Linked DNA regions of Gasterosteus aculeatus: region 1 is linked to region 2. Evidence: chromatin contacts called from public Hi-C data. All regions are on one chromosome and are shown on one strand. Each heading gives the region's core, a stretch centred on a gene start, on an enhancer-like site or on the middle of the called end of the contact. The rest is flanking DNA. Distances are from core to core; before and after follow the strand shown. Region 1 overlaps ncor1 (nuclear receptor corepressor 1). Region 2 holds the start of LOC120821518 (polyubiquitin-C).

The links. A called contact is a pair of places that touch in the nucleus more often than the background predicts.
Region 1: a contact with region 2 is called in a Hi-C map of skeletal muscle, with 4 times the contacts expected there. The contact joins the enhancer-like site here to the promoter of LOC120821518 in region 2. A contact is called at or near these places in 6 of 6 Hi-C or Micro-C datasets (blood and trunk muscle, liver, skeletal muscle and 2 more).

The regions. Positions count from the first base shown.
Region 1 is chr7:18,526,707-18,531,071 of fGasAcu3.hap1.1, reverse strand. It overlaps ncor1 (nuclear receptor corepressor 1), which reads right to left. Exons shown (of 46, transcript XM_040180106.2): 16 at 3,940-4,235; 17 at 1,039-1,098. Among protein-coding and RNA genes, the nearest start is that of zswim7, 24 kb to the left of the region's middle. Within about 2 kb of position 1,966, at least 6 of the 9 cell types and tissues checked have open chromatin away from gene starts, as enhancers often do. A contact at or near this core is called in liver, where this site is marked.
Region 2 is chr7:18,489,846-18,494,580 of fGasAcu3.hap1.1, reverse strand. It overlaps LOC120821518 (polyubiquitin-C), which reads left to right and starts at 2,824. Exons shown (of 3, transcript XM_040180134.2): 1 at 2,824-2,960; 2 at 3,469-4,735. The coding sequence starts at 3,478. It overlaps cenpv (centromere protein V), which reads right to left and starts at 3,377. Exons shown (of 5, transcript XM_040180129.2): 1 at 3,163-3,377; 2 at 705-797; 3 at 512-581; 4 at 321-435; 5 at 1-67. The coding sequence starts at 3,230.

The DNA.
Region 1 (4,365 bases), core at 717-3,216, 37 kb before region 2:
AACCCCCATTACTGCGCGAGTTCAATGAGGGAATGTGGGCATTGTGACTTTTCAGAGTGACTCATCTTTGAGTGGGAAAAAAATAATGTTCATGTAGCCTCCTTTGTTTTGCCAACTATGGTATCTCCATCCAACCTCTTAAGAATCTGCACTGTTGAAAGTGATTTGTTAATGGCCAAATCAATGAAAAAAAACACGCTGGCACTTCAATTTGATTGCAGATGAAAAATGTTGTATACAGGATTTTGCAGATAGTATCAATAGTTTTAACGTCTAACTAACGTCTTAGAGGGAAACTGTTTTATGTGCTTGTATGACCATCCATTCCTGGCAGCAAGGAATAAAAATTTCTGAGTGTGCTTTGTCATCTGACTTCAGGAGCTTGTGCTGGTCTCTTTTAAAGTACTAATCCACAGACATATCTGGCATAAAGGCCTGAATCACAGCAGGGTGTGTTTTTGTTAAGATGGAGGCCAATCTCAAAGAAGGTCTTAATTAATCAACATTAATCCCTTTATTTACTTCCCCGGCCTTTTGGTTTTGTTGCTCAGGGAACCCTACATCAACAAAGCTGAGCAAAAAGGGGGCGATGGGGCATACTTGAGTGGCAGCGGTGCAGTGAGAGACCAGGCATTGGTATTGAACAAACATTTTGAACAATTTAAGGATAAAGTAACTTAAAATTGTAAAGAAAAATGTAAGTAGTAGATAGTGATCTTTGGAGGAAGGCACAACTGCCACGGTCTATTGCTTGATGGATGGCCTTAATAGATCACTTCTGAGACGCCAGCGCAAAAAGTACAATGAAAAGGAAAAGAATCCCCACAGCCCTCCAAGGGTCTCTGACAGCTTCAAGCAAAGTAGCAGCACAAGCTCCTATTTGGCAGGGCGATGCAACATCTGATAATCAGAAGGAATGGAGAAAGATACGTGAAGGGGGCGCTACAGGAAATATCATGAAAAGAAAAAGCCACAGCAATGCAGAGAGAGAAGGACTGATTGACAAAGAAACAAAAAAGGAATACATTGAAACACTACCTTTCTTGGCGACTTCCATCTCCTCCTCGGTCCAGCGAGAAGTTTCTCCAGTTTCACCAGCTAAGTTGCAAAGAAAAAAGACACGGCCCCGTCAGCACTGACAGAAAGAAAGAGGCGGACAGAGAGAGTAGAGTGACAGTTCTCCCTTTGCCTCTCTGCCTCGCTCTCCCACAGGGGGAGGGCCTTGGTCAGCTGATGTGGCTCCAGACAGAGAGTGCCCCCCCTCATTGGGAAATGGCCTTGGCTGGAGACGAATGGAACAGCCAGCACAACACCCGCACACACGCTTTCTCACAGTTGGACCCCCCCTCACATACACAAAATTCACAGAAGTGCAAAAAGTCACATGTTCCGCTCTTGACAGTTCCGTCTCCCCATCAGGTGGCACACACACGCCAGCCACCACGGCATTAAACAAGATCTCAACCCCCACAGATCAGCAGCTTATGCCAGCTTTACTGGCATAATTTCAACTGGACAACACTGGCAGATAGATACACTTACTTCTGAGAAGCACCACAGCTGCAGGGGTTACAACATAGCAAGCAAACAGACACACAAAATCCACAATAAAGTCACTAAAGGAGATTACGGTTGACATAGAGTTCATGATACGGCCAGAACAGGGCCAGACCAGGTCAGAGGGTTAAGAGGATGGAAGGACACGCTGCAGACAGACATTTAATCACATTATAAGATAGACCCAGCATAACTCAGCCTGTTGGGAGAGGTAGAGCTCATCAGACAGCAGAGGGAGCAGGTGGTGGAAAACCAGAGCGCACTTACCAAACTTAATACAGGTTCACGCCACAACAGGTTTAACACACAAAGACTTGGACACCTGAAAATCTGAGGTAGCATTGTCTCAGCTGCTGACAACAGAAGGGTGGGCGAGTAATCGTCCAGGACCGAAAACCATGACAACAGCTTAACCAGAGCAGCACATTGCCATGGTGATACGGGTGATATACGGCTTCCTGAGCGGAGTGCAGCCCAGGACAGAATCAGAAAGTCAGCAGATGAACACAGACACAGGTTTTTAAACAAGACAAAAATCCTACTGTATAAACACGGTGCCCTAGACCAGGCAACCTGATTATTCACTAGGGAAACAAAGTATCTATTTGCCTCCTTTGACCTTTAAGAAGAAATGAGATACCAGCAAATGGACAGTGTGTTTACTTAAAAGTAAATGTTAATGTGAATTGCCATTGGCTCCCAATGGATGACCAATGTTAATATCATAAAGTCCAATTATAATTAAAATACAACACTGAATGTTTCTATATTGTGTTTATATTATCATTAACTTGCATTGTTAAAATTACTGTGCAAATAGCTCACAAAGCTATGCAGCTAAGGGCTACATGGCTTTCTTGCATATTACTGCAACTATGCATGTAGCCCGTAGCTGCATGCACAAAGACCACACCAATAATAAAATTGGTAGAAAAACAGAGAGAGAGAAAACTATTTATAATTTCATCTACAGGCCCTAAACAACAAGGGGGCAGCAGCATCAAAACTAGTGTTTTTGCCTTATTTGTGCAGGGTTGTCAAATCATGTGAATTTGCAGTTAGCCTAAAAAGTGTAGTGACTCGAGTAGTGCCACCAGAAAATGTGTTATGTGCCTATCCAAAATAAATAGTGAAAGCATTATATTTATATGTATTCATGCTTCCTTGCTTCCTTTCCCTTACTTCTGCGTCACTAAGCGTGTAGCTGGGGCTTGACGTTTTTGCTCACCTGCCACTGCGGCTAGTGGTTTTCCAGTCAGTTACTAGCCACTCAGCCATTTAAGTAGCCACAATTTCTCTTGTTGGGAAATTGAGTTTAGTTTGATTAAAGTTGACTACGGTTTGCTACAGTTTACTTAAACTAAATTTACAATCCTTTCAAATGTAAATGACCATTGTAAACACCCAAATCCAGACTATATAAAACGTATATATGTAGTCACCAAATCTTCACCTTCACCTTCAGTGTGTAAAGCGCTTTACAAAAAGAGCTCATTGCATATAACTGGTGCAGGGGTGAAAAGCTCTGCTGCCTTCATGGAGGACAGGGACCTTATTTACACACCTTTTGAGTCCCGTATGTCCTACAATCAGGGCAATATATTCTCTTCTTGCCTGGATCATAAACCAGCCGCTCTCGACTGCACGTTTTCTTGGTCTTCTCTTCATTTTCGGTTTCATCACCAGTTTTCCTCTTTTCTGTCGGCCCTCCGGGTTTTCCTACACCTGCTCTGTGCCGGCACATCCTTCACTTGCACGGAGCAGGTCTCGTTCTATCAAAAACCTCCACTTGTCACATGTGTTTGCTCGTCTATGTTACTTAGTTACGAGCGCACTGTGGCCCAAACTGTTTAACACAGTGCTCTCAAGATGTTGCGTGTGAACTGGTTGAAATGCATGTGTCTCACGGTCAATGCATGAGGATTGAAACCCCTGCAATGAGGTAATTATTTTAGAAAGAAGAGCATGCAGGTCCACAAATCTCTGCTGGCCGACCGCCTGCCTAACAGCCCTGAGCTGTGAAACAGATCTTCATCTCCTCCCACATGTCTCTGAAGGGCCGCTGTTTTAGCCTGACAAACAGCAAAACTCAGACAGCTGAGCTAAACTAAGGAAGTGCGCACGCACGTCGCCGCGGTCTGTAGTCGGTGCACAAGACCATGTGACCGAGGGTTCTGGGTTCGTGGATGATGCGCTCAAGACACATTAATAACCGCCGTTACACTACAATATTAAAAAATATATAGAGACACATAGAATTACACCCGGCTAGTGAGTGAGACTGCTTTACCTGCCACGGCCCGAATTCTACCCGCATTGGGCGGGTTCTAATGTCTCGCACTGCGTGTAGCTGTGTTGTATGAAAACACTAAAAGGACTCACCTTTATTCATATCCATGGAAGATACTGGAGTCTGGGGTTTGACAGGCTCCTTCATGGACTTTTGCATTGGATCAGACTTTGGGAGCTGCGGAGGATCTGGCAGGGCGGTCTCGGGGGCGGCGGGAGGACCCTCCTCGGCCGCCACAGTTGCGGCCTCATTGGCCATGGAGCGTGTGGTGATCCTTCCCTTGCGTCGGCCCTGGCTGTTGGCAGTCTTCCTGCCACGCGGTGTGTTCTGCTCCTTTCCGTCCTCGTCCTCCCCACCGTCACACTTGTCTTTGTCCTTGCCAATGTCCCTGTGGTTTTGGATGGGGAAAAAATACATGGCTTCAGAGACTGTTGGTAGAGAAAAGATCCATTACCCTTTGACTCAGCAGTAACAGGCCCGTCGGCTAATCCGTTCTTTTCCTTCATGACTTTGCACAG
Region 2 (4,735 bases), core at 1,575-4,074:
TCACCACAAAAGTTCTCCACTGTGACGCTGCGCACAGTACCGGGATCCAGACAGTGCGGCGCAACCCCTGAGAAGAAAAAGCAGGAAACAAAGCTCCATTATTTACATGAGAGAGAAAAAACTTTGCCTCCAGTACATTTCACTCACAGCTTATGGCTCAAAAATATTGGGTTCCCATCACAGAACTGTGGTGTCTCTTACAACATTTTCATGATGAAAATAACAGTGCCACAAATCTAGTAGAATGGGGCGGTTAGTTTGGAGTAAACACGCCCAGTGTACAACACATGAGAACGGTGTGACTGTGTTTGCGATCATACCGTAACCATCGGGGTTGGAGCGTGGAGTGTAGAAGCTTTGAACTCCACAGGTTTTACAGAAGGTGTGCTTGGCAATGCGAGTGTTAAATGTGTATGTGGTCAGATTGTCAGACCCCTTTGAAGATAAGGAAAATACTAATTATTCACTTAAATATTCACTTGGATCGAAGGTTTGCGCTTGAGTTTACCACCTGTAAGAGTGTGAAGAGATTCTTTGGAACGATGAAATGGTTGTTTTGTTTCTTCGTGCAAATGCTGCAGCTGGAGAAAGATACATGATACAAGTCTGTACTACCAATTAATCCTATTTATAATGATACGTGTCTTGTTTTTGTCGCTACACGCGTATTGGTGACTTAATGTCCTTAAATGTAATATCCGTACTTGCACTGGAAAACATGGAGGTCCGGTGAACTCGTGACTTCAAATCTAACAGCCCCACAGTGGCAGCCGCCCGTGTGCTTCACAAGATCCATCCTGTGGGTACAAAGAAAACAACAAACCATCACAAGGAATGAATAGGTACTGATTTGAGTATTCTGGGATTTTAGAACTTACTTCAGCCGTTGTGAACAAGGATCAGGCGTCTGTTGTTATGAAACTGGTGACGCGTTTCTTGTGAAACCTGTTGACGTGGAACTGAATGTCCCGATGCCCAAAACGGCTCCAATGACCCTGCTGATAAACCAGTTGACCACTGATAAGGGCCTCATTTACATTTCAAAAAAAGTTAATTTAATTTAAAAGGTTCCCACCTTTTAAATTGAATTAAATTTGTTAGCCCCGAGCCACTTGACACTTATTTCATGCGATACTAGAGTCGGCGTCCACAGTAATCAGCTAGGATTATGCCCTGCTTTAAAGATTGCTTTAACTAGAACACTCTGGGGCATTCCATAAAAACTCAAAGTCACGGGTCGGAGCAAAGTACAGAACACTTGCACAAACACATTCCCCAGAGGTGGAACTAGTTGACCCAGACGCCCAGTTTTGTGTTGGAAAGTAGTTGCGTAGGGCATCACGGGTTGGGTGTCATATGACAAGGTTGCTGTCGGGTTGGGGCAAAAGAATGCTGTGACCCAAATACATACGTTAGGACTCTCCCAGCTGCATCATATCCATGATCCCATTAGACTACAAACCCCCATATGAGTTTTGTTCCCTTTCTTTTGTAATAGAAGCTGAAAGCACTGGTTAGAATATGAGCATTTATGCACGGGTCCTCTGTTGGTTGCTTTAACCAACTTATCTTTGCTGCCAAGTATGTTTAACAAGGAACTTCCTGACACCAAAAACATATCACATATCTGGGCGTCGACCCCATACCTGGCATTCAAACGCAATGCTTATGAGTAAGAGATCAAGCCCTTGCCAGTTAGTTTTACAATACACTTAATCTCTTGCCATTATACCGTGTGAATGAATACTTAACGACAAAAATAACCAAAGACTAAAAAAGGGTTGAAAGGGGTGTGAAAACTTCCATTACATCCCTATGAACTAGTTACTCAGCTTGAGGCACAAAAACAACAATGTCCCCATAAGGCTAAAAACATGATGTAGAGAGAAACCTTAGACCACATTTACACAATGGGCTTGTGGATGCTTTCTTTACACCTGTCATGCAGTTCTCTCAAAGGACTGGTGACGTCATTCTTTCTGTACAGTATGTACATTCTGATAAGCAGGAAATGGTCACACCCGCCTCCACTACTGTCACTCAACTGCTGCCATCAACATGTTTTCAGACGGATGAATGTGGACACGTAGTCACACCTAATTGCCTAATTGCCTCGTACTGAGAGAACACTTGTGGTTGTCGAAAAAATAAAGCGCCAGTAATCCAGAATGTCTCCTTTACTAAGAGGACTTTTGTACCACGGAACTCAAGGTTGTTATCTCTTTATCGCAGAGACTTAACAGCAGCTGGCAGCACGTTCACCACGCATGTTTCCATCAACAGGATTCCTGTTTGCACACGTCCCTCTGTCGTGTCACATGAATGCAGTGAGATGAGTTCCTAATAAACCGCGATACGTGTGATATAATGTTTTTCAGAAAGAGGGACGATGGGAAAAGCCAAAGTATGTGTATGGCTACGGTACCATTACCCCCTTCCGCATCTATTTACGCTTAGGTCTTGAAAAAAATTCCCGAATTATCTGTTCTATAACGCCACAGTCATAAATGTCACTTTAGTCATCAACCCTTACTTACTGTATCACAGCAACCAATCGTTGTTCAAACAAACAAGACTGCAAACCAATCAGAGGCTCGGGGATAGTTTCTGTTGCTATGGTCGTTCTAGCAAATTCTAAAACCTGAATGTACGCTTGCGATATATTACTCCGCCACCAAGATATGTCACAATATCGTTTTCGCTCACACTATTTTTTGCTAAGTATTTACTTTTATGAGTAATCGTAATCGATTGTTTGAAACCAATATGCTGTCACCATAAAATAAAATGTTTTGGAACAGTAGGAACTACTTTCAAATGCGGACGGATATCAACACATGACGTATGCAGACCCGGTGTATAAGTACACTGCCGCAGTCCATTGCTCAACATTTCTCCTACACTGCAGTACGAGATCAGACGCTAGCATTGAACAACAAATCTAACTGCGTTACTATTAAGTAAGTACCCTTATTAGTTTTATTTTTACAGTATACCGGTTTGTTCAATATATATTGCCGTTGTTTGGTTACCAGTGCTTTACTAATGTAACCTCTAGCTACAGCTTCGTAAAAGATCATTGAAGAGACGTTGACAATAGATAAGTCCGACCTCAAGTTTACGTAACATTTACGCTACAATACTTTTTTAATCATTGTTTACCGGTTTCGACGTACGTAGTTCGTCGATTTCGTGATAAAGGAGCGTTCGGTACAGCAATGACTCAACATATCCAGGAGCCTCCATTAACTGGTAACGTTAGCTGAACAAAGGGGAGGTCCGTATGATCTCAAAATGGCGCTGGGACCGCGACTGCGGCGTATGATTCAGAGCGTCGCGTAGTCATTTTTTCTTTATACCGTATGTTCGCATGGTAGTTTCATCGAAGAGTCTTATAATTTATATTAATTCATTTTATACGTTTGACGGTTTGTTTTTTGCCAAATCCTGACTTTTTTTTTTCCAAAGGTAGAAAATATGCAGATCTTTGTGAAAACCCTCACTGGCAAGACCATCACGCTGGAGGTCGAGCCCAGCGACACCATCGAGAACGTGAAGGCCAAGATCCAGGATAAGGAAGGCATCCCCCCAGATCAGCAGAGGCTGATCTTTGCCGGCAAGCAGCTGGAAGATGGCCGCACCCTCTCCGACTACAACATCCAGAAGGAATCCACCCTCCATCTTGTGCTGCGTCTGAGGGGAGGCATGCAGATCTTTGTGAAGACCCTCACTGGCAAGACCATCACGCTGGAGGTCGAGCCCAGCGACACCATCGAGAACGTGAAGGCCAAGATCCAGGATAAGGAAGGCATCCCCCCAGATCAGCAGAGGCTGATCTTTGCCGGCAAGCAGCTGGAAGATGGCCGCACCCTCTCCGACTACAACATCCAGAAGGAGTCCACCCTCCATCTTGTGCTGCGCCTGAGGGGAGGCATGCAGATCTTTGTGAAGACCCTCACTGGCAAGACCATCACGCTGGAGGTCGAGCCCAGCGACACCATCGAGAACGTGAAGGCCAAGATCCAGGATAAGGAAGGCATCCCCCCAGATCAGCAGAGGCTGATCTTTGCCGGCAAGCAGCTGGAAGATGGCCGCACCCTCTCCGACTACAACATCCAGAAGGAATCCACCCTCCATCTTGTGCTGCGTCTGAGGGGAGGCATGCAGATCTTCGTGAAGACCCTCACTGGCAAGACCATCACGCTGGAGGTCGAGCCCAGCGACACCATCGAGAACGTGAAGGCCAAGATCCAGGATAAGGAAGGCATCCCCCCAGATCAGCAGAGGCTGATCTTTGCCGGCAAGCAGCTGGAAGATGGCCGCACCCTCTCCGACTACAACATCCAGAAGGAATCCACCCTCCATCTTGTGCTGCGTCTGAGGGGAGGCATGCAGATCTTCGTGAAGACCCTCACTGGCAAGACCATCACGCTGGAGGTCGAGCCCAGCGACACCATCGAGAACGTGAAGGCCAAGATCCAGGATAAGGAAGGCATCCCCCCAGATCAGCAGAGGCTGATCTTTGCCGGCAAGCAGCTGGAAGATGGCCGCACCCTCTCCGACTACAACATCCAGAAGGAATCCACCCTCCATCTTGTGCTGCGTCTGAGGGGAGGCATGCAGATCTTTGTGAAGACCCTCACTGGCAAGACCATCACGCTGGAGGTCGAGCCCAGCGACACCATCGAGAACGTGAAGGCCAAGATCCAGGATAAGGAAGGCATCCCCCCAGATC